Linked DNA regions of Mus musculus: regions 2, 3, 4, 5, 6 and 7 are each linked to region 1. The links are chromatin contacts, called in public ChIA-PET, HiChIP or PLAC-seq, Micro-C and promoter capture Hi-C maps. All regions are on one chromosome and are shown on one strand. The core of a region is the stretch at or near the end of the contact, and the rest is flanking DNA. Distances in the headings are between cores, read along the strand shown.

Region 1 (3,747 bases), core at 432-2,931:
GAAAGGGGAAAAAGAAACAGTTTCTCTTTCCCCACCCCCCTATTCTGGCCTCCTATCCTTGCTGCTGGATCCCAGACGACCCTCTGGTCTAGGAAGTTGTCCCCTTTAAAGCCAAAGGGTTGGGAGGGGGGCGGGTCCCTGAGCCAGGGCCCTGGGTGCGCAAGGACCCAGGTGGGGACCGGGAGCCCCCAGCTCTGCCGGCATGATACAGTCTCAGTGCCCTCGTTACAGTTTCTCCGAGTGTTATTTTGTTTACAGTGGCCCGGAGGGGACACCCCTCTCCCCCCTCCCCGCCAAAACTTCCCAGTCCTGGACGGCGGGAACTAAGAATCCGGCTGGGCTTGGTCAGGACTGGCGTTATTTTCGAACTCGGGGAAGGAGGGGGGGAGGGACCATAAGACAGAGAGGAGGGGTCCTACCTTGAATTTGGGCACAGACAGCTCCAGCTCCTTGTTTTTGGTCCAGATTCCGACCACCCGGGGATCTTCCACGATCTCCACCGGGCGGTTGCTGGACATCTGTGGGCAGAGACAGGGGGTTCAGTATAGAAGGGCTGGCACCCTCCCCAGGGGCAGGGGCAGACCCCCCCCCCTCAAGGCACCAGTCCCACTCCAGGCTGAGGGGAGGGAGTCCTGGCTGACAGTTGGCCCAGGTAGCTGGAAGAGGGGTCCCCCTCCGTTCGCCTCTTGTCTGGGGGCTCCACCGGGGGTGGGTGGGGGTGGCGGGAAGGCGCGCCGGCTACTCACGGCCAGGCTGAAATGCTGCCCATCGTAGCGGTACAGTTTATGGTGCCCCTTTTTCAGAGCCGGGTCAATCATCAACTTGTAACTTCTCCAATGGTGGTTCCTCCTCTCGCCCGAAGGGCCGGGCTGCGGCGGGGGCTGCTGGTGGTGGTGGTGGGGGTGACTGTTCTCCATGCCGTTAACCCAACCTGAAACCCAAGCAAGTTGTTGTCCTCTCCGACGCTTCTACACATTCGCCCGAGAATCCAATCGGCTGGCCCCCACCCCCCTCCCACCTTACCAGCGCGCCCCGAAAGCTTGTCTCGCTGCCTCTCCCCCCCCCCCCCGCCTCCCGAGGAAAAAAAATCTAAGAATGGAGCGAGAGAATAAACCCTTTCCGGAGGGTTTACGCGCCCGCCCGCTCGGCCACCGTCTCCGGCTGGCAGCGAGGGGCTGCCCGGGGCCCCCGCTGCGGGCTGGCGCGGTCCGGGACGCACGGAGGACGCGGGCTCCGGCCCATGGTGCCGCCAGCCGCCCGGCGTGGCGCTCGGCCCGGCTCGGGAGCGGGGCGCGCGGCAGGGCCTGGCGTCGCCCGCCCGGGCGGGGGCCGGGGGCTCGGGCTGCCCGGCTCCTCTGACCGCGGCCTCTCTCTCTCTCTCTCTCTCTCTCTCTCCTCCCTTCCCTGCGCCGCGCTTACATCCCCGCCGGGCGCCGGCCTCCCTGCGCCGCCAGCCAGTACATGGTGTCCCCCGCGGGAGCCGAGGCCGGGGCGGCCGGACCGGGGGCCGGGATGGGGGGGACGCCGCCTTAGCGGCTGCCGGGCCCCGAGCTGCCGCTGCCCTTGCTGCTGCCGCCGCCGCTGCTGCTGCTGCTGCTGCCCGGGAGGCGGCTGGCGGCGGAGGCTCGGCTCCCAGTAGCCGCACATCCCACAATACACCGCTAAGGAGCCCGACCCGAGTGCTCACCCTCCTCCTCTTCCTCCTCCTCCTCCTCTTCCTCCTCCCCTCGCCTTCCTCGCCGCTTCCCCAGGCACTCTCCCGGCGGCGGCAGCTGCGCCGCCAAAGCCCCGGGCCCCAGCGGCCCCCCACCCCTCACTCGCGCGCTCCCACACTGCCTCCCCCCCCTTCCCCGGGGGGAAGGCCTTTTAATTTATTTATTCTGCTGGGACTGAGGTGGGGGGCTTGGCTGACGGGGGAGAGGGGGGTCTCCACGGCTTCTATCTCCCCCGCGGCTGGGGCTACCCTTCCAGCTACGGAAGACTCCACGGTGTGCGCCCCCAGGGCCTCCCAAACTGTTTCCAAACTGCCCAGGCCGGTGGTGGACGCGTGGAGTCTCGGCGAAAAGGGCTGGGTTTCGAGTGGGGGGTGATCGTGTGTATGACTACTAGAAGCCTGGAGGGGAGGCAGACGTCGACCCCAAACGAGTTTGCAATCGAGGTATCTCCGATCCCGCTTCCTCTTTGGCCCGCACGCCCCCTCCCTCCCAGGAGCTGTGCTGGGGAAGGGAAACCAAGGTTTGGAACCACACTAGCCTTCACATTCCTGGGAGGATACAACCCTCGCCTGGACGGGGAAGATAGCTCTTTCTCTTTATTTTTTCGTTTTTATTTTTTGCCTTTCTGTTTTTATTTTTGGAGGGGAGCGCCCAGTAATTGTCTTGAACACATGCTTCTCCCTCCCTCCTTCCTCCAGCCACCAGCGACAGAGAGTCCCCTTTTTTGCATTTATCATTTTCCTTCCCCTTTCTTTATTAAAGGTCCGGGAGTGGCGGCGGCCAATCAGCGCTCGGCTTCCATTTTGTGAGTTCAACTCGTAGGCTTCCCCGGCTTTTCGCGTGGATCTGGTTGCAGACGCCCTCGGTCTCTCTTCTCGGGCTGCCGAGGCGAAGCAGCCGCCTCGCCGGGGCTTCGTGGTGGTGTATTTCATATTGGGGCTCTTTTCGGGGTTTGTAATTTGGCCGTGGGTAGGTAATTGGCTGGAGCAGGGCGGCAGGGTGCGGCAGCCAATCAGCGCGCGGCTTCTATAGGGCTTGAGTTATTAGACGCTGATCTCAAAACATCCTTCATCAGACTCCAAGGAGAGGCCAACAGATGAGGGAGCCATTTTTCTGCAATGGAATTAAATGGCCAAGTGGGTTTTTCCTTTGTTGCAAATGGGGAATGCTTTTCCTTTGACTCCACCATCCAGTTCAGGACGCCTGAATGTGTTTAACATTTGCCAAAGGACTCACACTTGGAAGAATGAAGACCTTTTAAAAAGATCTGGATTTTTCCTTATGACTTGGAATCCATCTTTGTCTTGTATAACTAGGTCATAGCACACTATTAATGTCAGCAGTTAACAGTTTTGAATTCAAAAAAACCTAAGTAAATGACATATTTAATTTTTTTCCTTTTTTTTTTTTCTCGGGTGGGTGGGTGGGAGAGCTTGGAGCTGTCTTAATCTGTATTCTCTTGACTGAACAATAAATTTTTAAATATAGTTTCCTCTATTAAACACTTAAGCCTGACCATCTTATTAATTCTATTTTTTAACAAGGTAATGTTTTAAATGTATAGTTGTAGCGAAACGGCAACAATAACAAAAAAACTGTGAGCTGTTGTTACTGTTAAATTTTCTAAAAACCTTTTACATTGTAAGTACCCAATCCATTCTGTCCTTAACTGCACTGCCGTTCTCGTGTTACTGTCGCCTGAGATGTCCTGAATTTTCGGAAGCTTCATCTGCATGTATGTCTTTGTCTTTGTCTGATGTAAGTCAGTTAAAATGCTTTTAGACGTTTTTGCTTCTATAAAGCTACGATTTTTTAGCTTCGAGCTTTTTGGAAAAAAAAAAATGTTTACAGCCATAGTTGCTATTCAGATTTCTTCCCAGTAGCTCGTACACTCTTTGAAAATCGATCTATTTGAAGAAAAACAGCTGTTTTTCTCGAACTGGGTGTGGGGTGGTGGAGGGTAAGAGAAAGGAAGACCTTTTGTATAAAAAAAGACTGAAAGCCGCCTCTGAAAACTAGATTAAAACTGGAA
Region 2 (3,840 bases), core at 950-3,449, 750 kb after region 1:
GACTTATAGGCAGCTGGCACCTGCTGGATGTGGATGCTGGGGACAAAACTCCAGTGCTCTTAAAGGGTAGTTTGAGAATGCTGGGAATTTCCCTCCATTAATGGTAAACAACCCTTCAAAAGCCAATATTCTATAAATCTGCCCCACCTACTAAAAACTTTCATGCCACATCATTTTTAGAAAACTGTATGCCTACATACTAGAAGAGGGCATCAGATCCGATTATAGGTAGTAAATTGCCCTGTGGGTGCTAGTAACTGAACTCAAGACCTCTGGAAGACAGTGTCATCCGGAGATGCGGGGGCTCATTTGGACAGTAACTCTGGGTCTTCACATATACTAACTATAGGAATCATGAATCTTCCAAAGCCAAACACGGTGATGCCGGACGGGCTTGTCATCCTGGCTACCTAGGAGGCTGAGGCAGGAGGATCACAACTACAAGGCCAGTCTGGGCAATTTTATAAGACCCCTTTTCAAAAGTAAAAAAGATGGGGGAATACTGCTCAGTGGTAGAGCATCTATGTAGCATGCCATGAGGCCCTGGGGTCAATTCCCCACTGCTACTCAAACACATGCACACTGTTCAAAGTTAGGCTTGCTCTCCTACTCATTATAAATAAGCCTTATTTATGCCAGCCTCTTGCCCACATCCCCGGGTCCCCTGTTCTCCCAATCCCTGTCACCAGGTACTGGTTTTTGTTTTTAGTTTTATTTTGCACATGACCATGCATGTGTACATGTGTGTGTGTGTGTGTGTGTGTGTGTGTGTAGTGTTCATGTTCACGTGTGTGCATATGTGTGCATGTAGGTATGTATGCTCATATCCACAGGTGGAGGCCATAGGTCTGTTTCTTAACTGCTTTCCACTTTATTTTTGAGACAAGGAGCCTCAGGGAACTCTACACATCCCCAGCTCCGAAACTGCAGACACGCTTTGCATGCCCTCCCCCCGCCCCTTCTGTTTTACTTGGGTGCTAAGCATCCAGACTCAGGTCCTCTCATTTGTACCACTGAGACACCTCCTCAGCCCCTACTATCTCTCTCTATATATATATTTATTTCCTGTGACATCGTCTTTCATTGAACCCAGAACTTGCTTATTTTTGGCTGGGCTGGCTGGCCAATAAGCCAGAAGATCTGCCTGTCCTTTGCCTCCCCAGAGCTGGGGTCACAGGCATGAGCTGCTGTACCTTGTGACCCCACCTCCTGCATGCAAGCCTCTTTTTTTTTTTTTTTCTTCCCCCATTTCTTGGGAGACAGGCTTTGCAGTTCTGTAGCCCAGGATGGCCTAGAACTCACTACATAGTCCACATTGGCCTGAACTTTGCCATCCTCCTGCCTCGGTATTGGGATGAGCGATAACTGAGCGATAGGGGTAGGCTAACTGCCATCTATCTGTTTTCGTCACAGCAGTTGTTAAGATAGGAAACTACTTCCTATGTGCATTTGCATGGTTACTGTCTACCCGTTAAACTGTGAGCTCCTTGAGTGGCCCTTAGTCGCTGCTGTCAACAATGCTGGCTTCACAGCGAGAGGTCAGTAACACTGGTTCAGTGTGGGTGCACGCTATTCAAGCGTCCCTTCGCTAAGCTGCAATCGGCATCAATTTCCTCCCACTCGGATGCACACGAAAAAGGAAACCAGCGCTGGCTCGGTGGTGGTCAGGGAGTCGGGTGGGAGTCAGAGCAGGGAGACGGAGGAAGGGGTCCATCAGGGAAGTGAGGTCTGACAGGTGACTAGGTAGCAGGCCGATCCCACTCCCTGGGGTGGAGGAGGAAGTGGAAATGACAAGGGGGAAATTTAAAAAAAAAAAAAAAAAAAAGGAGAAGCTGGACCTTAGACTTAAAAATAAATTAAAAGCCAGCCATCGTTCTTAGGTTCGAGGCTCTAGGGTGGGATCTGGGAACACGGCAGGGTTAGGGGGGAAGCGGCGGGGCAGGCGAGCCGGTGTTGGAGGCAAAGGCTGGAGATCAGGGCGGACGCTTCCTCTCTCCCCGGCCTTATGACACAGATCTCCTGCCACCCCTCGGACCCTCGCCCCGCTCGGCTCCCCGCCCCTGGGGCTCGAATGCTTACCGGCATCTTGACGGTGTCCGGATTCGATCCAGAGAAGCCGAACTCAGAAAGCGTTTCCGACGACCGAGCCTGGGTGGAGTGGGCGGAAGTAAGCCGGAAGAGGCGGGCGGAAGGAATAAACGCACTTCCGGTGACTTGCTCCGGCTGCGCTGACCGCAAGTGACGCCAGGGGGCGCGTCAGCGTGAGGCGATGACCGTGGCGCATGCATAAAGCACGTTCAGAATAAAAGGCTGGATTTTGAAATTGAAGACTCCCTCGCAAGTGGTTAATAATCAGCTCCCGGTTTTGTTTTTTGGGTTTTTTTTCTCATTTCCCGGCTTCAGCTTCAAATCCAGTACCACTCAGTCGCCTGATTTACCCTTCTGCTATGTCTAGTTTTTTACTTTTTTTTTTTTTTTTTTGGTTTTTCGAGACAGGGTTTCTCTGTGTAGCCCTGGCTGTCCTGGAACTCACTCTGTAGACCAGGCTGGCCTCTAACTCAGAAATCCGCCTGCCTCTGCCTCCCGAGTGCCGGGATTAAAGGCGTGCGCCACCACACCTGGCTTAGTTTTGTACTTTTACCACAATGCAAGGTGGGGGACATCAGTTCTCACTTTCCACCGTGATACTCTCGGAACCAACACAGTCTTCAGAAACACCTACACCCTGAGCCGTCTTGGCGGCCAATATTTTTTATTTTTCAATTTTTTCTTTGCTAAGAGTCGCATGAAGTCCAGGCTGGCATATACATATAAATGAATATGAACTGATCTGCACCCACTTGTGTTCAGGAATTACAGATATGTGCCCATCACTCCTGTTATTTTTATTTATTTTTCTTGCTTAGTTTTATGATGCCGACGGTGGTGTCTATCTTCCTTGTCATGTTAAGACAGTCAGGGACCACCACAGGGGTAAAGGAAAGAAAAGTCCTGAGCCTACCCCTTTGACCTGTCTGTCACCCACTAAATGTGTATATCATTTCTACTCTTTCAACAAGGTATGGTGTATGTCTTCCCAGATCATGGCAAGGACTAAGTGGTCATGAAAACCAAGCATATTATAAGGGCCTGAGTGATGCCACATGTCTGAGGGGATGACTACAAACCCACCACTGACACCCATCATATATGTATGTAAGTATGTATTTTGCCTCTCTGGGTAGCCCTGGCTAGTCTGAAACTTGCTTTGTAGACCAGGCTGGCCTTGAACTCTTGAGATCCACCTGCCTTGCCTCCCAAGTACTGAGACTGAGGGGATATGTAACCACCATACCCAGCCAACCACTTTTTGTTTTTGGACAAGGTATTAACTATGTAGCCCAGGCTGGTCTCTACAATGTCTGGCTTATACTCCCTGTTCTTTGTATGACTGCTGAGGAGCCAGGTCCTGGGGTTGAATCCTAGTTCCAACATGACTAGCTGTGTTATTCTGAGCAACTTAATGTACCTCTCTGTGCCTCTGTTCCTCACCTAAATATAGAGGCCTCAGTATTTACCTCATTGCTTAGGGAGGCTGAAATGAGCTACAAGAAAAGTATTTAGAACTAACATTAGACATGTTCTCTTTCTTGGGTTTTGGAGACAGGGTTTCTCTGTGTAGCCCTGGCTGTCCTGGAACTCACTCTGTAGACCAGGCTGGCCTCGAACTCAATAAATTTGCCTGCCTCTGCCTCCTGAATGCTGGGATTAAAGGTGTGCGCCACCATGCCTGGGAACCTGTTAATGGGAGTCCAGAGACCAGAGACCAGGATATTTTCAGCCATCCCGTACTCCTAGGCC
Region 3 (3,957 bases), core at 151-2,650, 720 kb after region 1:
AGACTAGCCTCAGCCACGCCAAATGCAAATGTCTGCACGGAGTAGAAGGCTACTGTAATGTTCTTTGGAAGCACTAGACAGTGGTGGACTGAAATACAAACTATCTCCAATCATAGACAGATCCACTCGCTCCTCTATGTTCTCCAGGGTGTGATCTTGGTCGACCTACTGGACCTCCCTGTAATAAACACATTTCCTTAGCATTTTTTTTTGTTTTGTTTTGTTTTGAGACAAGGTTTCTCTGTGTAGCCCTGGCTGTCCTGGAACTCACTCTGTACACCAGGCTGGCCTCGAACTCAGAAATCCGCCTGCCTCTGCCTCCCAAGTGCTGGGACTAAAGGCATGCGCCACCACTGCCCGGCTCAGGCAGCGGTTCTAAAGTGAAGCCACCGGTGCCAATGCTTGCTCTGAGAGCGCTCGGGCAGGAGGAGAAATTAGAGAAAAGGAATGACTAGGTTGACTTGCGGAGCCACGTCGAAGAGTGAGCAATGATGGGGAAATTTTTAAGCAAGGCCCTTACAGGCAATTCAAGCCTACAACTGTCCCGGGCTTCCTTTGAGACGCAGTAAACCCGGCTAGATAGAACTGTCACTCCATCGGTAGTGTTTTGCCTAGCACGCCTGAAATCCCTGGTTCGATCCCCAAGGTCCACACGCACACTGAGAGCATGGTGGGGGTGTAAAACACCAGTTAACCCCCCCCCCCCAGCTTCTGGGAGGCGTAGGCAGGAGGGTAAGAAGGTCAAGGTCTTCCTTGACTACACACACACACACACACAGCCTGGGGCAGGCTAGCCTGGGCTACAGGAGACCCCTGTTTGTAAACACAACCACACAAAACCAGTCACTCCCCGGCGGCAATGTCGGGCCTTACATTAGACTGCCAGGGTTCCTTTTAAATTAAAAAAAGGCGCCACCGCGCCCGCCACCGATGCTCTCAGTCTCGGAAAGTGGGGTCCCCTCCCTCCGCTGGGGTGGCACCCCCACGGCTGACACTCGGTGGACTGGGTCCCCGGGACTCAGGGGACTTCGTCGTTCTGGAAGGAGCCAGAACTCCGAGGCCACCGAGGCCGGATCCCGCGCAGCCCTCCGCGGGACCACACCGTCCCCCCGCCACCGCCAACCCCGGCTCCCGGGACCGCCACCTCCCCGCCTCTCCAACTCACGGGTTGTTGTTACTCATGGTGAGCAGCAGGCTGCTGAGGAGCCGCACGTTGGAGTGCAGTCCCGCAGCCGCCATGTCCCGCACGTGGTCTATCACACTCATCCTGCCCGGCAACACCGTGGCCCCCGGCGACACCGCGGCACCGGCAGCGGCGGACAGAACTCCCGGGAACCGAGAGCAGAGGCTCGGGGAAAGTTCCAAAATGGAGACGGCGCCGGGGTCCTTCCGGTCCAGACGCGGCTCCGCCCCCCGAAGATGGAGGTAGCCACGGACGTGCCTGAGTAAAAAGAAGCAGCGGCGAAAGGGTTTTCTCCATCATCATCATCTTCAAAGCCATCCCAGTAGGAATCGTAGTTTTGCTGCGCTAAAGACAGCCTGAGAGGAATGGATGCCTCGCGGAGGCTAGTAACAATGCACAGGAGTTCATCCTAAACACAGCGGAGGCGGAAAACGGACAGTTAAAAATTGAATTTTCGAATCAGGCGCGCAAGGGCTGGCTTTCTCCAACTACGGGAGCGTCCTAGGCGAAGGTGGCACGCCCCCCTCTCCTGGCGACTCTTGTCCCTGTCACTGGGAATAGATTCCTTGGTGCAAGGCATGGCTTGCCCGTCCAAGTGACCCGCTAGATCCAAGTGCGAAGAAAAGATAGTTACAGGGATGAGCTGGATCTCTGATCGCCCCACTGTCAACATCTCAAGCCTTTACGAACTCGTTACTGCATTGCATATTCACAAATCGCAATGCTGAAGCCATTTCCATAGAGGGAGAGAGCCGCCTCAGAAATTAAAACTGCATGCTCTTGCAGGGGAATTCGGTTCCTAGCACCTACCTGGTGGCTCACAACAGTCTGAAAGGCCAGCTCCAGGGCATCCGACTCCTTCCTCTGGCGTCTATGGGCACATACATGCATGTGGTGCACAGACATACACACTCAGGCATGCAGATACTCATAAAAATACATTGAAACAAACAAACAAACAAACAACAACAACTTGGATCTGGAGAGATGGCTCAGTGGTTAAGAGCACCGACTGCTATACCAGAGATCCTGAGTTCAATTCTCAGCAACCGCATGGTTGCTCAAAACCACATTTAATGGGATCTGATGCCCTCTTCTGGTGTGTCTGAAGAGAGCAATGGTGTACTCATATTCAATAAATAAATAACAACGTTGGCAGGGGGTGGTTTAATTCTAGCACTTGGGAGTTGGGCCGATCTCTGTGAGTTAAAGATTAGCCTGGTTTATAGGGTGAGTTCCAGGACAGCTAGGGATACGCAGAGAAACCCTGTTTGAAAACGCTTAAAACAAACAAACAAACAAACAAACAAATAAGTACTTTGAATTGTCAGTCCTTCTTTGCCGACAAGGAAACCAAAACTTTCAAATGTTGAAGCTGGGCAGCCTGAGAGTAAAACCACTTATCAGCAAGGCTAGTTTTGTAAATTCAATCCCCTGTGTGGGAGGAGAGACCTGACTCCTTCACGTTGTCCTCTGAGACAGCCGCATGTGCCTCTCACTCGCACAAAATAAATAACTACATGCAATTAAAATGTAAACAACTGAAGCTGTTTGCTTAAATTTGAGATTCAAGGCCATTTTTTAAAAAAGATTTAGTTATTTATTTTATGTATATGAGTATACACTGTAGCTGTCTTCAGACACACCAGAAGATAGCATCAGATACCTTTATAGTTGGTTGTGAGCCACCATGTGGTTGCTGAGAAATGAGTTCCGGACCTTGGAAGAACAGCCAGTGCTCTTAACCACTCAACCATCTCACTAGCCTATGACAAAGACATCTTGACCCCACGTGAGGAGTGGGTGTGGCAGCAGTCCCAAGAAGGTGCCCAGGACTGCAGCTAAGTCTTATGACTTGCACCTGACTTCCTCATACACCTGAAAATAAGCCACAACCTTCATGAGAGCTGCGCAGGTGCACCAGGATACTGGCGAATCCATTTTGGTGGAGACATGCCCCTGCTGCCCTGATTGGCTGAAGCTGCGTGCCTGGTGAGGTGATATGGCCTGCTGTGAGTGGATGGGGACTGAGAGTATATAAGAGTGAGAGGCCCGGGGTTAGAGAGAGAGAGATAAAGTTGGGAGAGAAAAAGATGAAGAGAGAGAGAGGGAGACTGAAGTTTGCTGAATAAACTGCTGTTAGAAGGACTGGTGGTCGTGTCGTTCTTGTTGGTCGAGAGTGGACGTGACAATTGGTGGCCCATTCGGGGAACCGACTCCCCCACCAACGAGTTCAGAACTTTCAGCAGTCAGTGTTTGCCAGCAGGGTAAGTTCACAGTAAGAGAAACTTACTACCCCAGGAGTTTGGGAAGGACCTCGGATAAAATAGAGGCAAATATAAAGTTGCCAGGAAGCAGGCACAAAATAACCCAGGAGTTTTGGGAAGGACCTCGGATAAAATAGAGGCAAATATAAAGTTGCCAGGAAGCAGGCACAAAGTAATGATAAGGTTCCCGGTTTTGGGACAAGTTAAGGTTCCCGGTTTTGGGACAAGTTAAGGCTCCCGTTTTTGGGGACAAGTTAAGGTTCACGGTTTTGGGACAAGTTGCACCAAGCACCATGGGGAATTGAGGTTTGCAGAGGAACAGAGGGTTTTACCAAAAGGGGTTTTGCCAGTCTGGAAGTTAGTGAGAAATTGCATAGAAGATAAAGATGTGACGTAGAACTCCAGAGAGGTAATGAGGGGCTGAATCAGGTGAGAGAGGAGTGCTCTCAATTGGTTTGGGAGAGAGAGTTTGCTTGTGTTTCCCCAGGATCACAACAGCTGTGGGTC
Region 4 (4,058 bases), core at 1,336-3,835, 790 kb before region 1:
ACTAAACTCTAAATATTAACACATACATTACTGAAATACATTCAATCTATCAAGGGCAATTTAGTATTTTTTTTCAAGATTTATTTATTAATTATGTATACAGAGTTCTGCTTGCATGTATGCCTGCAGGCCAGAAGAGGGCACTAGATCTCATTACAGATGGTTCTGAGCCACCATGTGGTTGCTGGGAATTGAACTCAGGACCTCTGGAAGAGCAGCACTCTTAACCTCTGAGTCATCTCTCCAGCCTGGAAATTTAATATTGTTGCTTGTCATACACAACATATATAATTAAAAACAGGGCAAAGGGGATCCAGAGGACATAGGTTTGATTCTTAGTCCCCACATAGCAGCTCAAAACTCTAGTTCCAGGGGATCTGATGCTCTTTTGGCCTCCTTGAGCACCAGGCACACACATGGGGTACAGACAAACGTACAGGCAAAACACACACACACATATATAAAAGAAAAAAATAAATCTTAAGAAAGGGTGGGAGGGTTCAGTATATAAAAGTGCTTGCCTTACAGCCTGGCAATACGAGTCAATGCCCGGAACCCAGGTAACAGTTGGAGGGAAAGAAGTTACCAGCTTCCCAAAGCTGTGCTCAGACTTCTGCATGTACGCATGTGCTACGTCTACATTACATGTCATATACACCCCCCACACACACACACCCACACACACATACACACACATAATTTAAACAATAGGCCAGGCATGGTGGTGCTTACAAGACAAAAATTACCTATAATCTTTCTTGGTTATTATTATCACTATGTTGTTGTTGTGTTTTTGAAAGAACTTCTCTGTAGAGCCCTGGCTGCTCTAGAACTTGTTCTGTTGACCAGGCTGGCCTTGAACTCAAGACATCCGCCTGCCTTTGTCTCCCAAGGGCTGGGATTAAAGACGTGTACCACCAGCATCTGGTTGTGACTAACCGTTTTAAAGTCCAATGTATGTCACGTCCTATCAACCTGAATCTGGAGTTGGCCACATCATGGTTATATAACCTTAATGAGGTTACCTGGCATCTCCCACTCTCAGTCTTTACCCGTAAAAGGGTAACGGCAGTACTCTTAGACAAATGCCCTATCACTGAGCAATATCTACAGCATTTGTTAATTATTGTTACTTCTGTGTATGAGTGCTTTACTGCGTGTTCATCTGTGTATCTTGCAGGCTCAGTGCCTGTGGAGGTTGGAAGTTGCTATCAGAACTGCTGACATTAATGAGTAACAATAGGGGGGCCCTGGGAATCAAACCTAGGTCTTTTGGAAGAGCAAACGGTTCTCTTAACCAACCATCAAACCATCTCTCTAACCTCCACAGCCTTTTATGGAAATAACCTTTTGAGACTTAGTCTCACTAAATTGCCTTGCCCAGGGGCTCACTCTGAGTCCTTGAAATTTCCAGACTCCACAATAGCTGGAATTACAGACCTATAGTCGTCATAAGTGCCTGGAGTATAGTAATCACTCAGCATTAGCTATCATTATTATTATTAGTTACAGTTAGACAGGGCCTTGCTATGCAGCCCTGTCAGTTTTGCAAACTGGCCTTGAACTCACAGAACTCAGATGCCAGCCGGGCGTGGTGGCACATGCCTTTAATCCCAGCACTTGGGAGGCAGAGGCAGGTGTCGGATTTCTGAGTTCGAGGCCAGCCTGGTCTACAGAGTGAGTTCCAGGACAGCCAGGGCTATACAGAGAAACCCTGTCTTGAAAAACCAAAAACCAAACCAAACCATACGGTACAGAATTATGTTCTGTTTTTGTGTAGGAAAGGTGGGGACTGAACTCGCCCCATGCGTGCAAGACAACTCTACCACCAAGCTAAGCGTAGCCCCCAAGTTAAAGATATTTAACGTTGGGATATGACGGCTCACACGGATATTCTCAGAACTCAGGAGGCAGGGGGAGTTCAGAGCGATGCCAGCATGGTCTACCCAGGGCGTGGAGGGCACGACAAGTTCATAGGGCAGTCATGTATATGATTTCGGACAGTACTTTGAAAAAGACTTATAATGACTTTCAGTTACTAGTACCTAAATACACACACAAAAGAACTTGGAATTCCAAGTCACAGTACCTGGATTCCAGTCTATTAGGGGTGGCAGCGGGGGGAGGGGGGGACGGGGCTCAGTGGAGGTAACCAGGTAATAAACCCATCATACAAAAAGTGTTCGTGTCACCCTACACTGATACGTTAAGTGCAATCCTTGGGCAAATTCACTTTCGAGACTGTCAATGGGAAGGAAGAAGTCGGTCCACTCGCTAGGCTACTGTTAAATAAGCGAGGGAGGGCAATGTCCCTGCCAACGTTCAACAGCAGCGCTCCGGTGCTCGTGCCTCGTCGCTGGGTCCCAGCTAGGGCCGGCCTCTCGGCGCCCTGTCCCGGGGCGGCGGCGCTCACCTGGCGCCGGTATAAGGTCGCCGAAGGGTTCATGGATGACTCCCCCGCCCCCAGAGAGAGTTGGTGCCAGCAGCGGGTCACCTCCGAGACGCCATAGGCGCACGGCCGCAGCGGCGGGGGCAAAGCCACAGCCCAGGACGGCGCGCCCTCAGAGCTACGCATGCGCGCATGCGCACTCAAACCGCCGGGCCAGCCGGCGGGCCGCACTCGGACGTTGCGCAGGAGTGATGCTCTCGCGAGACTTGCGCCTGTGCTCGCTCGCGGATCAAGAACGTGAACCTATATTCATTCCCACGCCGGAAGCCTTCGGCCCCTCTAAGGTTCCCAGAGCGTCGCAGCGGGAAAGACGAAGTGAATTAAAAGCCGTTTCTAGGTCCCAGTGATCCTGGGTCCCTCCCTGTGGATGTTTAGTCTGAAGAACCGGGCCGGGCTCTCAGCACTGGTCTGAACCAAGATCATTGGAGACAGAGGGTCTGCCAGTCAATCGATCATCGATCTGCTCTTAGTAGTGATGAGAACCGTGACATGTTATTATTTTTTAAAAAGATATTTTAGTAATTATATCATTAATATATATAATATATTTACTATATGTAAGTACACTGTAGCTGTCTCCAGACGCCCCAGAAGAGGGCGTCAGATCTCATTACGGATGGTTGTGAGCCACCACGTGGTTGCTGGGAATTGAACTCAGGACCTTCAGAAGAGCAGTGAGTGCTCTTAACCACTGAGCCATCTCTCCAGCCACATTTACCATAATACTGCTGGATCCCGCGGAGAAACGACGGAGACCTACGGGAATTCTGGGTCTCATTATTTCCATGTTTGTGCATTCCCGCATCAGTGCAACTTCCAGAGTCTCCCTCCAGAGGCCTTCCATCATCACCTTTGAGGCAGGTCCACCACTTATGCCAGAAGGGCTATCCAGCCATCCTCTTCCCAGGCTCTAGGATTTCGGCCTTTCGTTTTATGGTTGTTAGGGAGTCAGAAGGGGGTGGGGGCAAGCAGAATAACCCTGGACCCTAAGAGCTATTTCCACCCAGGCCTGACCACCTGAGAATTATCCTAGGATTCCACAGTGGAAGGAGAGAATTCAAAGTTGTTTTATCTCTGCACACCAACACACACTCACACCAAAATAAATGAACTTAAAATTATATGTGTGCTAGGGATCGAATCTCTGTCACCATCAGGATGCAAACTCTTTACCACATGCTACAGACCTAATAAAAATGTAGCAAATGAGTGGCGCACACCTTTAATCCCGGCACTCAGAAAGCAGAGGCAGGCGGATTTCTGAGTTCAAGGCCAGCCTGGTATCTACAGAGTGAGTTCCAGGACAGCAAGGGCTACACAGAGAAACCCTGTCTCGAAAAACTAAAAAGTAGCAAATGAAAAAGCAAAAAGATTAAAAAACTAGCCAGGTGTTGATCACACCTTAAATCCTTAAATCTCCGGAGTCAGAGGTCCTAGTTCAAGGCCAGCCTGGTCTACAGAGCAAGCTCTAAGACAACCCAAACCCAAAACAAAACAAGATTATGACAATTAGAATTAAAATCAACCTTTAAAACTAGGGGGAAGGTTAAATTTCAAGTGAAAGGAAAAAAGTCACATTATCAATAAGGGCAATTTTAGACTACTTTCT
Region 5 (4,069 bases), core at 637-3,136, 640 kb after region 1:
AAAAAAAACCACCAAACATCTTTCAGGAGGGGACCGGACAAGGAGGAAGATGGCCTGAGGGAAAAACTGGGAACCCGTGTTGTAGGGTGCACCTCCAGCCCCTGAAGGAGGGGACTACAGAACAAAAGCCAAACCCAGTGAGCATCACAGACAAACTAAGAGAGGTCATGACCTTCCTACTCTCAGTGCCCCTTGCTGTAGGTACGACAGAACTGGAATCCAGCTAGGAGGGAGACCCACCAGCTCTCCATCCCTCCCACCCTCTCACCCCCCACCTCGCAGGCAGTCACCTGATCCTCCAGAAGAGGCTGTGACCTAACCAGTTTCCACCTTGCTTCTAGGGAGTGCATTGCTATACACTAGAATTTTTGTTTGTTTGTTTCGTGTAGGGTTCTGTTGGTCCTGTTCCAAGTATCAATCAGAACTGCGTGCCAGCCTCCACTCCTTGGAAATAATTAAATGAAGTGACGTACTTGATTTTTTTTTTCAGTCGGGTAAAGCACCATGATTTGCATCTGCTGAAGGAATCTATCTTAAGTCTTGAGGCGGAGCCTTGTGGGACGTCTCAAGTGATTGGGGGGGGGGGGTGGCGTTGCTAAACACTCAAGAAGATGAAATGCTTTATTTTGCAATCTATGCCCTTCATGAAGCCGCATTTTGTGAAGATATTTGCAAATTCAATGCAAAGGGCCTCCTCCCTGTTAAGTATGGCTTCCCACATTCCTCTGCTTTTTAAATTTATTTTGTATGTTTTAGACAAGGTCCAACGTGGAAGACTGCTCCTAAACTCCTTCAGTGTCTGTCCATGACCTTGAACTCTTGATCCCGTGGCTTCCACTTCTGTTCGTGGGATCACAGGCGGGCTCCGTATAGCCTCTTTATATTGGCAAAATTACCTTGCATGCTAGGCTCTGTACAGACCTCACAGAAACAACAGATGATCTGTGGTTTAAGAATAGATTTGGGATTGAAGGCTCCTTCTCTCGCATTGGGGGAAGTGGAAGTCTTATATAGCAGCCATCATTTGGAAGCCAAAGCCAAGCCACCTAGCATAGCTGCTACAGCATAACCTGTGACTTCTATGCAGACGTGTGTCAAAGGCTGTGTGAGCTACTAAAAACGAAATAAAACTTCCTCCTTCCTCCCCCAAGAGTGGGATTCCCTGTCGGGGCACAGAACCCGCAGGGGAAGGAAGGGCTGGTGTTGGCGTGCGATGGAGATGAGGCTTTCGGCTGGGGGTGTGGGATGCGGTGTTCCCGAGGCGACAGATGAGCGCTTTTGGCTGTGTGGGAAGGGAACTGCGGAATTCCTCCCCTTGGTTGCTGAGGGGGGCTCTGAAGGAGACATTAGGATGCAGAGCACGGCTCGCGCTGCCCAGGACGCGGAGGCAAGCCAAGGACACCAGTGCGAGCGCGCCTCGGCCCCCCTGCGTTCCCGAGCCTCCCTGCCAATGCGCGGTCCCAGCCAGTCCCCAACCTCAGCGGCAGGGCAACCAGCACAGAGCGCCCACCCGTGAACTCCGCGCTCTATCCCCGCGCGCGGTCGATACGGGAAAAGCCGTGGCCCCGGAAAAGTCAGGCTCACCCTCCGCCCGCGCCGGTGGCCGCAGCGCATCGAGCACAGCGTGGACGCAGAGGTGGCCCTGGCCCCGTGCGCGCGCACAGGCGCCGCGCGCGGCCTCGATCCGGGTTCCTGGGGGGCGGCGCGCGGGAGGAGGCGGGGCCTGCTGGCGGCGTGGGCGCGCGGTGCGCGCGCGCGGGAGGGCGCCGGAGGAGGGGGCGGGGCCGCGCCGCCCGCGCCGCGCTGGGGGCTCTCTCGGCCAATGAGCGGCGTCCACATGCCGCGGCGGCGGCGAGAGGGGAGGCAGCGGCGGATAAATGCTATTAGAGCAGCCTCCGCGGAGCCGTCCCCGACGCCGCCACCTCCCGTCTCCTCCGCCGCAGTTCCCTCCGCCGCCGCTGTCGGGGGTGCAGAGCTGAGGGGCTCGGGCCGGCGCGCCGCGCAGCTCCTCTCCCGTCGCCTGCCTCGCGGTTCCCGGCGCCGAGGGCTCGGCCCGGCGCCGCTCCTCATCTGCGCCCCGTCTCCTCGGCGCAGCGCCCGGGGCCTGCGCTGCCCGCGGCCGGCTGGCAGCTGCTGAAGCGACCCACACTCGCGGCGGGGCGGGAGGCTCGCAGTCCCTCGGGCGGGCTCGGCGAGGCCGGGCCGCGTGCGGCGGTTTCTGGGGGAGGGGGCTCGGGTGATTCAGCGCCCCGGTCAGGCGGAAGCGGCCGCCGCCGCCGCGGAGGAGGAGGAGGAGAAGAAAAAGGAGGGGACAGCTGTCCGCGCCCGGGCGCCCGCGGTGGCACGAGCCCGCGGCCGGAGTGCGAGGCGGTAGGCGAGGAGGCCGCGGGGACGCGAGGCGAGGCCGGCCGGGGCCCCCGCAGCCATGGAGAACGCTCACACAAAGACCGTGGAGGAGGTGCTGGGCCACTTCGGGGTCAACGAGAGCACGGGGCTGAGCTTGGAGCAGGTCAAGAAGCTCAAGGAGAGATGGGGCTCCAACGGTAGGTGCGGGGCGCCGGGGCTGCAGCGGCGCGGCGCGGGCCCGAGCGCCAAGGAAGATGGCTGACCCGGCTCCACCTCGTGGGGCTTGGCTCGGCGCGGCGCCCGACGGCTGCGAGAGGCCGGGCGGTCCACGCGCGGGTCTGGGCCATCGCCGACCTCTAGGGGTCTCGAGCCGGTGACCTTCCCGGCCGGCGCTCAGCGAGTCGGATTGGGGGGGGGGGAGAGGGAGTGGGAAGGAGGGAGGAGGTTCCTGCGGCTGGGCTGAGTCCCCCGCGGATTTATGAGGCGTCGATGTTGTTGAGAAACCCTCGGACCGTTTCTTGTGCTCCCCAAAGTTGCACATCTGGCAGAAGTGATGACCCAGCTGAAATGACTGCATGGTCCTGGAGGCCGGAGAGGGCTTACGGGCAGTTCCGAGGCCACTGATTACCAGGGCTGAATAATTTTCTCGGGGTATCAAAGTGGAGACAGATTGTTGTACGTTCATACACCTATATCCGCCATTCAGACAACGATGGTGGTGAATTTAGCAGTTTTTAATAAAAGCGCTAATACAATATCTTCATTTTTCTTTCTGCTTTCCTCCTGACACGTTGCTGTCGAATTTCGGCCTTCTAGAATTGCCGGCTGAAGAAGGTAAATAATATTAACATGTTATTTTGGAGAGATGATGTGTGCAGGCTGATTGATGTGGACAATTGAAACAAATGGTTTGTTTTTTTTTTTTTTTTTTTTCCTTTCCTTTTCTAACAGGAAAAACCTTGCTGGAACTTGTGATTGAGCAGTTTGAAGACTTACTAGTTAGAATTTTACTGCTGGCAGCATGTATATCTTTCGTAAGTATTTAAAAAATTATTTTGTCTCCCCATAAAAGTTGAAAGAATTTCGTTGGGACACCAGAAAATAAATAATTACCATTGAGTTTCCGTGTTTAAAAACAAACAAACAAAATAACTCAAGAATTAGAGGGGGGAAAATGATAGAAGCTGTTTTGCTTAGGTTACAGTGCAGTGAGAGGTGACCCCTGACTGCGCAGGGTCTCTGGAATTCTTGTGTCTCACCAGTTTTTAGTATCAGAAAGTTCCTCACTCTAAGTCCTTTTCTGTTGGGGTTCTTCCATTTGTTATCATGTTGTAAGATCACACTACGATGATGTTGGGCACTCTGTAAATAGATCGTACAAAAGGAATATTCCAGTTGCTTTGCCTTCCTGGTGGTGGCAAGGTGACAGTTGTTCCTGACAGTGACAAGAATGATGACGGCAGTGATGGCACCACTGTTGACCAAATTTGGTCACTGACCTCTAGGGTGGCATCTAACCTGGACCCCTGTCTTGAGTGATTCCTAGAGTAAGAGAGCAAAGTTCAGTATTCTTGGTTCTAAATATTAAAGAGGGAATAAAGGTGAAGGTGGGGTTTTTGTTTGTTTTTTTTTCTTTCTTTCTTTCTTGTTCTGTATGTGCTTGAGCCAGTGTGGTTGCTAAGAAACTAGAGAAATGCAGAGAGAGACCTGCCTAAGAAAAGCT
Region 6 (4,038 bases), core at 1,115-3,614, 790 kb after region 1:
AAACAAATAAACCAAAAACCCATACCAAATATGCAAAAATTGTTAATGATTTCTGAATGTTATGAAAGGAAATGTTAAAAATCAGCTGTGCCGAAAATAATTCCAAAAGAACTACTGATTCTCTTTTTAAACACAGGACAAACACCCACACACAGCAAACTGTCAATGTCGTTCTACATTTTCTTGCTTTGTACACCAACTCCTGTTTCTTTACTTCTCAATCTGTCTACTCTTTATAATTTGAGTAGATTATAAAGATTTGATATTTATAATTTGAAGAATTCATCAGGAAAAGGTTAAAGTTAGTATTTTCTCATTACTGGGGTCTTGTTATCTCTAGATATACTGGAGGTATATGTGTATATGTGTATGTATATATATGTGTGTGTATATAGATATGTATATATGTGTGTGTGTATGTATATATATACACATACATACACACATATATATATTTATTTATTTTATGTTTGAGGTTCTAGTATTGAAAAATCACACTCCAGGGTAAGTTATGTGCTATAGAGGATATTACTAGCTGGAGTACTTTATCATGTGACAAAAATGTCAAGATCAAGCTCTGTGTGGTGGCACACTCCTTTAGTGCCCACTCTCAGGAGACAGAGGCAGGCAGATCTCTGATTTCCAGGCCAGTAGGGCTACATCGTTATAACCTGACTTAGGATGGAAGAGATGGCTCAGCAATTAAAAAGCACTTGCTGATCTTTGAAGGACCCGGATTTGGTTCCCAGTACCCGCGTGGCACCTCACAACTCCCTGTAACTCCAGTTCCGGGGGATCCGAAGCCCTCTGGTCTCCAGTAGCTCCTGAACTTGTTTGGTGCACATAAACTCATGTAGAGACACATACACAAAAATTCAAAATAAAAATTTAAAAGAAACGTGATGCCCAGCATAGCAACTGCCCTTAAACATAAGCGTTCACCCCTCAAAACGACTTCAGAGACATGAATATGCAATCATTCCAGCAAATTCTTCTTCCTTGCAAGTGTCTCCAAATTGCCATCAAAGAACTAGTCTACTTTAAACTGGAGTCTAAAGCAAAATAATTCTCTTTTAGATGCCAAAATCCAGTGAATTTAAGCATATACCTTTGGAACGGCTTATAAAGCCACCTTTTTTTTTTTCTTTTCCATTTTTTATTAGGTATTTATCTCATTTACATTTCCAATGCTATACCAAAAGGCCCCCGTAGCCACCCACCCCCACTCCCATACCCACCCACTCCCCCTTTTTGGCCCTAGCGTTCCCCTGTACTGGGGCATATAAAGTTTGCATGTCCAATGGGCCTCTCTTTCCAGTGATGGCCGACTAGGCCATCTTTTGATACATATGCAGCTAGAGTCAAGAGCTCCGGGGTACTGGTTAGTTCATAATGTTGTTCCACCTATAGGGTTGCAGATCCCTTTAGCTCCTTGGATACTTTCTCTAGCTCCTCCATTGGGAGCCCTGTGATCCATCCATTAGCTGACTGTGAGCATCCACTTCTGTGTTTGCTAGGCCACCTTTTTAAAAGGTTGTCTGCACAAGGATAATCTGTGAAAAACGCAACGCGTGCCCAGCAGCCAGTGAGGTGCCTTCACTTTAACCTTCATCAGGACAAACAGCAGTCCCCCCCCCCAACTTTAGAGAGCAAAGAGTGCCTTCGAAAATCGGATTACAAGGACGTGTCTGCACAGAAAAGTCGTAGGGACAGCAATCTATTGGGGGGGACGGGCCTAAAGGTCTGATGCAGACTGGGTAAGCTAAGGCTCTCCGAACAACCCCGCGCATCTCCGCAGGCTCCAAACGATCCCCACGACATCGCTCAATGGGGCCGCAGCGGCCACAGGAGACGAGCAGTCCCCTTTCCGGGTCCCCGTCCGGAGTGGCGGCCAGTGCGACGGCTACTTCGCGCTCTGCCCCGAGGCCGGCTACCCCCAGCAAGCCGGGAAGGACCAGGAGGGAAGAGACGTGCGGTCACACCGACTGCCGGAGCCGATCTCGTGACCGGGTCCGGCCGCCGGGTCCGCCTCGCACGCCCTCTGGCCGCTGGGGCGAGGGGGCGACATCAGGCCGAGCCGCACCCTCAACCAGCCGCGGTCCTCCCGTTCCAACTCCGCGGCCACCCGGATCCTCCTCGCGCCCCCACCCCACTCCCTCAACCGGACGCCGCAGCATCCCGGCCCCACCCGGGTAGCAGCCGCCGTGGGGCTCACCATCCTGTCACCAGGGCTCCGTTCAATCACCACGAACGCCGCCGCCCTCTTCCTCAGGCTCCTCGGTCGACCCGCCCACTTCTTCCGCCACCAATGAGACGCGAAGTTGGCAAGAGCCTGTCTTACGGGGGCCCGTAAGGGTCATTTCCCGTCAAGGGAAAAAAAAAAAAAACCCGGCGCTGCAAGAAATCGCTCGTGGGCGGGGCAAAGGAAAGGCTGAGCTCGCGGAAAGTGCGGGGGCAACATCCGGGCACCCGCGGCTGGCGCGCTTGCGCCCTCCATGCCTGCTCTGCCCGTAGCCATGCTGAAGTGCGGGATGACGGGCGGCCAGGTGAAAGGTGGAGCGGCCATTCTTGCTTTGCTACTTAGAAGAGGGAAAAGTCTAACGCCTCGTGCAGGGTTTATCCATCGTCTTCTTCGGCCTCCTCCGCCATTCTTCGCCACGACTGAAGCTGCCATAGCGCGCCTCGCGAGGGCCATGCTGGGCTTCGAAGAGCATGCCAGCCCCGTTCCATTTGATTTATGTCCAGGGTTTAATTCGGTGACCGAGAAAAGAATTGTGCCATTGGGCCTTAAACTCGGATTGAGGAGGGCTGATGTGGAGAGAATTCAAGGGGGGAAATAATACTTGACCAGCAAAAGTATTTTTGAGCTGTGGGAAAACCAACCTGCTGCTTTATTCGACATTCTGCCGGAGACATTTTTTTTATTGTTGTTGGGTTTTGTTTTTGTTTTAATATATAATCTCGAACAATCCTCTCTGTCCCTCAGTCGAAAAATGAGACTAATATTAGCCCCTTCGTTGATAGAGGTTGTTAGAAGCATGGGCTAAATAAAAAGTCCATGTAGTGAGATCAGAAATTAGAAAGACTGTGTGGAGAACTGTATAATACATAGCCTTATAAGGGGGGTGGGATGCTTGGGCTGGGGACCGGGTTTGTGTGTAGACAGACCAAAGAAGGGCCAGTGTACCATCCCCCTTCAGAGGTTGGGAGAACTCAAAATGAATGAGAGCATTAGCACGGAAATTGGCTTGCAGGAGAAATAATGTTGAATTTTATGTCGATGCATATTTATTGAAGTCTTACTGTGTATGTAGGTAAGGGTATACGGCATTTCCTAATGTAAATTAGTCTATAAAACGCTGTGTGGATCGGCTGAGTAGTTTAACTCCCAGGTGTATCTTGACCAAAAAGTTCAGTGTAATCACTTAACGGGAAATTGTTCGGACATATTCAGGAAAAAAGGATTTCAAACCACTGTTTCCAGCTCTGTGGCATCACATACAATTAGGACACCGTGTGGTGAATTCCTGTCATGGTGCCTCCTCTCATAGTGATGCACTTTGCTAAGGCTTGACACAGCATCAAAGTTGAGATCGTTATAGTCTAACAACATGTTAACCTAGCCTAGCATGTTGGAAGCCAAGATGCTCAATGCTGTTGTCGTATGGATAGCCCATGAATGGATGCAAGTGCTAACCACTTAGTTTCCAGCCTTTAGCCCAAGATCAAGCGTAGAGCAATTAGTAGAGCCAGGATGAAATGGGTTAGTCGGAAAAGGCCTTGAAGTTTCGGAAGGATGAAGTTTGCCAACAATTTTGGATAACTAGTGTTTTGATTGAGGAGTAGTCTTGTCTCTGTAAAACTAAAATCCCCTATTTCCATCTCAGGCAGTCTGACCCACAGGGCGCTAACACGCAACAGAAGAATCACTTGCATTTGACAGGCATGACTAAGTTGTTCAGTGGATCCCACCGTCCTTTCTGGTTTTCACTTGAGTCCTGTGCATACAAGAGTAGTCTTGTGGTTTGTCTTCACTGC
Region 7 (3,937 bases), core at 408-2,907, 770 kb after region 1:
CCCACAAACACCACCATGAAATGGCCCGTGGCCTCATCTTGCTCCTCCTCACCCCGGGGCTGAGCACGTGAATAACTGAGCAGCCGGCTTCCAGTGCCTTCTGAGCTTTACGGTGCCTGAAGAAGGTGGCCCTGCCGGGACTTACCGGCCATGACAGGGTAGTTGAAGTGTTCTGCCGCCGGGTCCAGGTTGACCACCTGGACAGATCGGTTGAGGGCTTCACAGTGCTGAACCATGGTGGAACAGTAGGTGCTCTGTAACGTGACAAGGTGGGGGGTTAGCACCCAAGGCAGTAGCGTACCGCCCTCCACATGCCCAGACAATTCTCCCCTCTCTGAGCCAGTGTCCACCCAAGCCAAACTGCACCTCCAGGGAAACCCTGGGAAGGCGATGAGACCAGAGCTGCAGATCTAGATGCAGGGCGTGGGCTCAGGATGTTTCTTTAACACAGTCTACAAATTAACGTAGGTTACAGAAATGACCTCCTCCACGCTCCACGCTTCCTTTTGACAGCCTGTTCTCTCTACCTAGGACAGCCCCACCATACAGATGCACTGTAACTGACAGGTGAGCTGTGTACCTTCCAGATCAGATGACAGGCCCTGTGGAGTCACACAGCCATCTCTAGTACTCTGAATATTGTATTTATTAAATATTAAAATGATACAAACACCTCTATAGACTCTAGGCATCCCTCAAATGTCACCATTGCCGTTTCTACTGTGCTTAAGTGTCCTTAGCATCATTCTCTTAATATGTACACAAAGAAACACTGTATCACACAAAAAAAATAAATATAAAAACTAGAGCCAGGCAGTGGTGGCAGACGCCTTTAATCCCAGCACGTGGGAGGCTGAGGCAGGCGGATTTCTGAGTTCAAGGCCAGCCTGGTCTACAGAGTGAGTTCCAGGACAGCCAGGGCTACACAGAAAAACCCTGTCTCAAAGGAAAAAGAAAAAAATGCCCACAAACAGTGCATATCTACAAACTTATCTGAAACCCATACTCCAAACTTCTGAGAAAAAGGGAAGAAAAGACCCCATACTGGGTGCGTGGCAGGGGGCCTTGTCTGGAATTAGACAGGGGAAAAAAAACCAAAAAAACAAAAAGACCAACAACCCAGACTCAGATTCCGGGGCGGACCTAAGTAAGCGTATGATTTTGAACAAAATAAACCTTTCTGTGTTTGTAATCTGTAGAATGGGTATAGGATCAAGCACACAGAATGGATATGAAGACACCTGGAACGACCAGGGCAGTTCCTGGAGCAAAGGTGTCCTGCAGCTCTGTCTGGGTGCTGGACAGAACTGAAGTCTTTTGGGAGGACAGAACAAGCTCTTGAGCGCTCAGCCCTCTCTCAAGCCGCTCAAGAGCTATTAAAGCTGCTATCACTCCCAGACAAACAAAAAAAAAAAAAAAAGCAAGGTACAAGCAGAGAGCAGGAAGCCGTATACCCAGGGTTTCCCCGGAGCCCAGCCACCCACGCACCGCAGCTCCTCCAGGCTCACCTTCCCGCTGCCCGCGGGGCCCATGACGAGCTGCGCATATCGAGGCATGCCGCCTCTCCGGGGGTTTCACACACAGCCGACGGCCACACTCCCTTCAGCCTTCGCGCGACAGCCACGGCGTTCCGGGGAATGTGCGTAGGAGCCAATCGCAACCACAGATCGCTCGTTCAGCACGGGTATTTACTACACCATAGACTACGGAGCGTCCCCAGGGCCAAAATGCCTTCCGAAACGCGTGCCGTGCTCAGAGAGGAGGCGGGGACACGAGTTCGTTCACGCGTGCGCAGAGAGAGAAAGAGAAAGAGCCGAGAGCCGTTATCGGTTGGGCCTCCGGCGAAGGCGGTTGCCTAGGTGATAGCGGATCGCGAATTACGCTCCGCGCCCCCGGGCCGCAGCACCGGTGCTTGGGTTTGACACATAGGGTGACAACCGAAGGTCTGCAGGTCCTCTGAGGGTCTAGAATACTGAGGTGGATAAGGAATACTTGCTTTAGGGTGCGTGTGGATGGATTTGCCCTGACGCGTCCTTGTCAGCGAGAGATGCCCAGGCGCAGGAGCCTGGTTACCTGAGGTTCCTCCGCCCTCGGGTCTACAGCTCCAGGAACTCGGGTCTTCCTCCGCACCATCCGGCGGCCACTTGAGCAGGGTCGGAGTGGGGAGAGCCGGAGGCCGCCGACTCAGAGCCGGTGTGGTGCACGCGTGTGGACGGGATGCCGAGCCGTTGGCCCGGGGTCGCGGGGCCGCCCGCCTTGGCCCGGACGGAAGGCGGTGAAGGGTGAGGCGGCCTTGGGAACCCCTGCCGAGGAGGCGCGAGACGGGGGGGGGGGGGGGGGGGGGGGGAGCGGGCTCTAGCGGGGCTCGGCTGCCGAGGCGGCCTCGGAGCAGGACAGAGACTGAGCTTTCGGGCTCCTAACCTGGCGGGGAGCCGAGGGTCCAGCCGCCTCGGGCCTGGGAAGGTTTTAACTGTCCCCTAGATGGCTGAGGACAGTTGACTTCTGATATCACAGCTGGATGCCATGCTTCCCTGTCCCCCTCCTGGCCTCCTTCCTTAAAAAAATCAAGAGGCGGGATGACTGGGATCCAACTAGGCCCACAATCATGGCTCTTGTAGAATCTGAATCCGTGGCCATGAAATAAAAATATATTTATGTTTATTAAGTACATTATTATTAAATGTACATTTTATTGTAAATATATATTTGGTGCTAAGACTTTTTTTTTTTTTTCCCCGAGACAGGGTTTCTCTGTGTAGCCCTGGCTGTCCTGGAACTCACTGTAGACCAGGCTGGCCTGAACTCAGAAATCCACCTGCCTCTGCCTCCCGAGTGCTGGGATTAAAGGCGTGTGCCACCACTACCCGGCTACAGGAATCAATTTCATTTTTTGAAAAAAGTAAAAAGACCAGATCCATGATTGGAAACAATTAACAAACCAGCGTACTAGTTCCAGCACAACGTAATTGTTCTTTCCAGGACAGAAATTACTTCTATTAAAGAACAAGAAAGATATCATGTGGCTAAGTACAGGAACCAAGCAAACTACAGGCTTGATCTCACTGTAGAATTAGACTAGGACGCTATGAGACCAGATTTACCTAAGTCCTTTCTGGTAAAGTAAATATTAGACTAGGGATCCAGCTTGGTGGTAGTAGAGCACTTGTATAGTGTTGGTTAGCCCTGAGTTCTATCTCCCAGTAACATACACACACTCACACGTTCATCCTAGTATGCTAAAAATCTGACCACTCACTTAGAAAAAGCTGTATTCTTTTTTGTAGCCAATCTAGAGGAGAAACTTGGTAAGACATTGATGGAAACAGGAAAAAGTCAAGAGCGTGTGCAGCTGTCTCTGTTTTCAGACATCCAGTCCAGCTGGGAGTGGTGCCGCACGTCTTTAATCCCAGCACTCTGGAGGCAGAGGCAGGCGTATTTCTGAGTTCGAGGCCAGCCTGGTCTACAGAGTGAGTTCCAGGACAGCCAGGGCTACACAGGGAAACCCTGTCTTGAAAAAAAAAAACCCAAAACATTCAGTCCTCAGTGGCTATGAGGCTGCCAGATTACATTATGCGTGTTCTTTGCTAACAGATCAGCTGGACATTCTTATCCCCAGAATTCCAAGGGCACTGGCGAGCAGCATAAAGCAGGTAATGCATGTGGATTACAGATTTGAGAGAACCCAGGTTCCCTGTAACTAAGTACACAGTGCAGTGTTACCAATCGGCAAAATGGCACAGCAGCTAAGGACACTTGTGGTCAAGCTGGACGACCTGAGTTCAGTTCCCCCAGAACCCACCGGGTAGGCGAGGACTCTCCTTTTGAGTTGTACTCTTTTAAGAGTTTCAAAGATGAGCTCTTTACCTTTTGTTAATATATAATGATTTTTTTTAAAGTACCAGTGAATTGTAAAAGAAATATGTTTAGAATTAGCAAC

The links. A called contact is a pair of places that touch in the nucleus more often than the background predicts. ChIA-PET counts read pairs in DNA pulled down with a chosen protein or histone mark. HiChIP or PLAC-seq counts read pairs in DNA pulled down with a chosen protein or histone mark. Capture Hi-C pulls out chosen DNA fragments and counts their contacts.
Region 2: a contact with region 1 is called in an H3K27ac HiChIP or PLAC-seq map of embryonic stem cells, with 8 read pairs. The contact joins the promoter of Arpc3 here to the promoter of Setd1b in region 1. A contact is called at or near these places in 3 of 484 Hi-C or Micro-C datasets (CD8 T cells, LSK cells and granulocyte-monocyte progenitors), 3 of 115 datasets of contacts at active chromatin or transcription factors (bone marrow-derived macrophages, embryonic stem cells and memory CD8 T cells) and 1 of 9 other capture datasets (adipose tissue).
Region 3: an RNA polymerase II ChIA-PET map of memory CD8 T cells shows a contact between it and region 1, with 6 read pairs. The contact joins the promoter of Anapc7 here to the promoter of Setd1b in region 1.
Region 4: a contact with region 1 is called in a FOXA1 HiChIP or PLAC-seq map of pancreatic cancer cells. The contact joins the promoter of Ccdc62 here to the promoter of Setd1b in region 1. A contact is called at or near these places in 2 of 115 datasets of contacts at active chromatin or transcription factors (kidney and pancreatic cancer cells).
Region 5: a contact with region 1 is called in a Micro-C map of embryonic stem cells, with 3 times the contacts expected there. The contact joins the promoter of Atp2a2 here to the promoter of Setd1b in region 1. A contact is called at or near these places in 1 of 39 promoter capture datasets (cranial neural crest), 5 of 484 Hi-C or Micro-C datasets (B cells, the HL-1 cell line, cardiomyocytes and 1 more) and 5 of 115 datasets of contacts at active chromatin or transcription factors (embryonic stem cells, extraembryonic endoderm stem cells, heart atrium and 2 more).
Region 6: an RNA polymerase II ChIA-PET map of memory CD8 T cells shows a contact between it and region 1, with 58 read pairs. The contact joins the promoter of Vps29 here to the promoter of Setd1b in region 1. A contact is called at or near these places in 3 of 115 datasets of contacts at active chromatin or transcription factors (bone marrow-derived macrophages, memory CD8 T cells and trophoblast stem cells) and 1 of 9 other capture datasets (pancreatic islet).
Region 7: a contact with region 1 is called in a promoter capture Hi-C map of pancreatic islet. The contact joins the promoter of Gpn3 here to the promoter of Setd1b in region 1. A contact is called at or near these places in 1 of 39 promoter capture datasets (hippocampal neurons), 4 of 115 datasets of contacts at active chromatin or transcription factors (bone marrow-derived macrophages, extraembryonic endoderm stem cells, pancreatic cancer cells and 1 more) and 2 of 9 other capture datasets (liver and pancreatic islet).

Annotation. Positions count from the first base shown.
Region 1 is chr5:123,140,127-123,143,873 of GRCm38.p6, reverse strand. Setd1b (SET domain containing 1B) reads right to left here and starts at 1,681. Exons shown (of 17, transcript NM_001040398.2): 1 at 1,420-1,681; 2 at 747-931; 3 at 420-518. The coding sequence starts at 917. It also overlaps a transcript of Rhof not described here.
Region 2 is chr5:122,390,237-122,394,076 of GRCm38.p6, reverse strand. Arpc3 (actin related protein 2/3 complex, subunit 3) reads right to left here and starts at 2,199. Exons shown (of 7, transcript NM_019824.4): 1 at 2,080-2,199. The coding sequence starts at 2,085. Gm32853 (a long non-coding RNA gene) reads left to right here and starts at 766. Exons shown (of 4, transcript XR_387695.4): 1 at 766-1,538; 2 at 3,081-3,195.
Region 3 is chr5:122,419,887-122,423,843 of GRCm38.p6, reverse strand. It overlaps Anapc7 (anaphase promoting complex subunit 7), which reads right to left and starts at 1,400. Exons shown (of 11, transcript NM_019805.4): 1 at 1,166-1,400. The coding sequence starts at 1,266.
Region 4 is chr5:123,929,216-123,933,273 of GRCm38.p6, reverse strand. It overlaps Ccdc62 (coiled-coil domain containing 62), which reads right to left and starts at 2,585. Exons shown (of 13, transcript NM_001134767.1): 1 at 2,414-2,585. The coding sequence starts at 2,575.
Region 5 is chr5:122,500,042-122,504,110 of GRCm38.p6, reverse strand. Atp2a2 (ATPase, Ca++ transporting, cardiac muscle, slow twitch 2) reads left to right here and starts at 1,886. Exons shown (of 20, transcript NM_001110140.3): 1 at 1,886-2,543; 2 at 3,163-3,180; 3 at 3,298-3,380. The coding sequence starts at 2,426.
Region 6 is chr5:122,352,654-122,356,691 of GRCm38.p6, reverse strand. It overlaps Vps29 (VPS29 retromer complex component), which reads right to left and starts at 2,364. Exons shown (of 4, transcript NM_019780.2): 1 at 2,216-2,364. The coding sequence starts at 2,218. It overlaps Rad9b (RAD9 checkpoint clamp component B), which reads left to right and starts at 2,487. Exons shown (of 13, transcript NM_001382853.1): 1 at 2,487-2,553. The coding sequence starts at 2,517.
Region 7 is chr5:122,370,228-122,374,164 of GRCm38.p6, reverse strand. Gpn3 (GPN-loop GTPase 3) reads right to left here and starts at 1,657. Exons shown (of 8, transcript NM_024216.2): 1 at 1,509-1,657; 2 at 146-254. The coding sequence starts at 1,556. It overlaps Fam216a (family with sequence similarity 216, member A), which reads left to right and starts at 1,823. Exons shown (of 7, transcript NM_026883.4): 1 at 1,823-2,282; 2 at 3,592-3,650. The coding sequence starts at 2,218.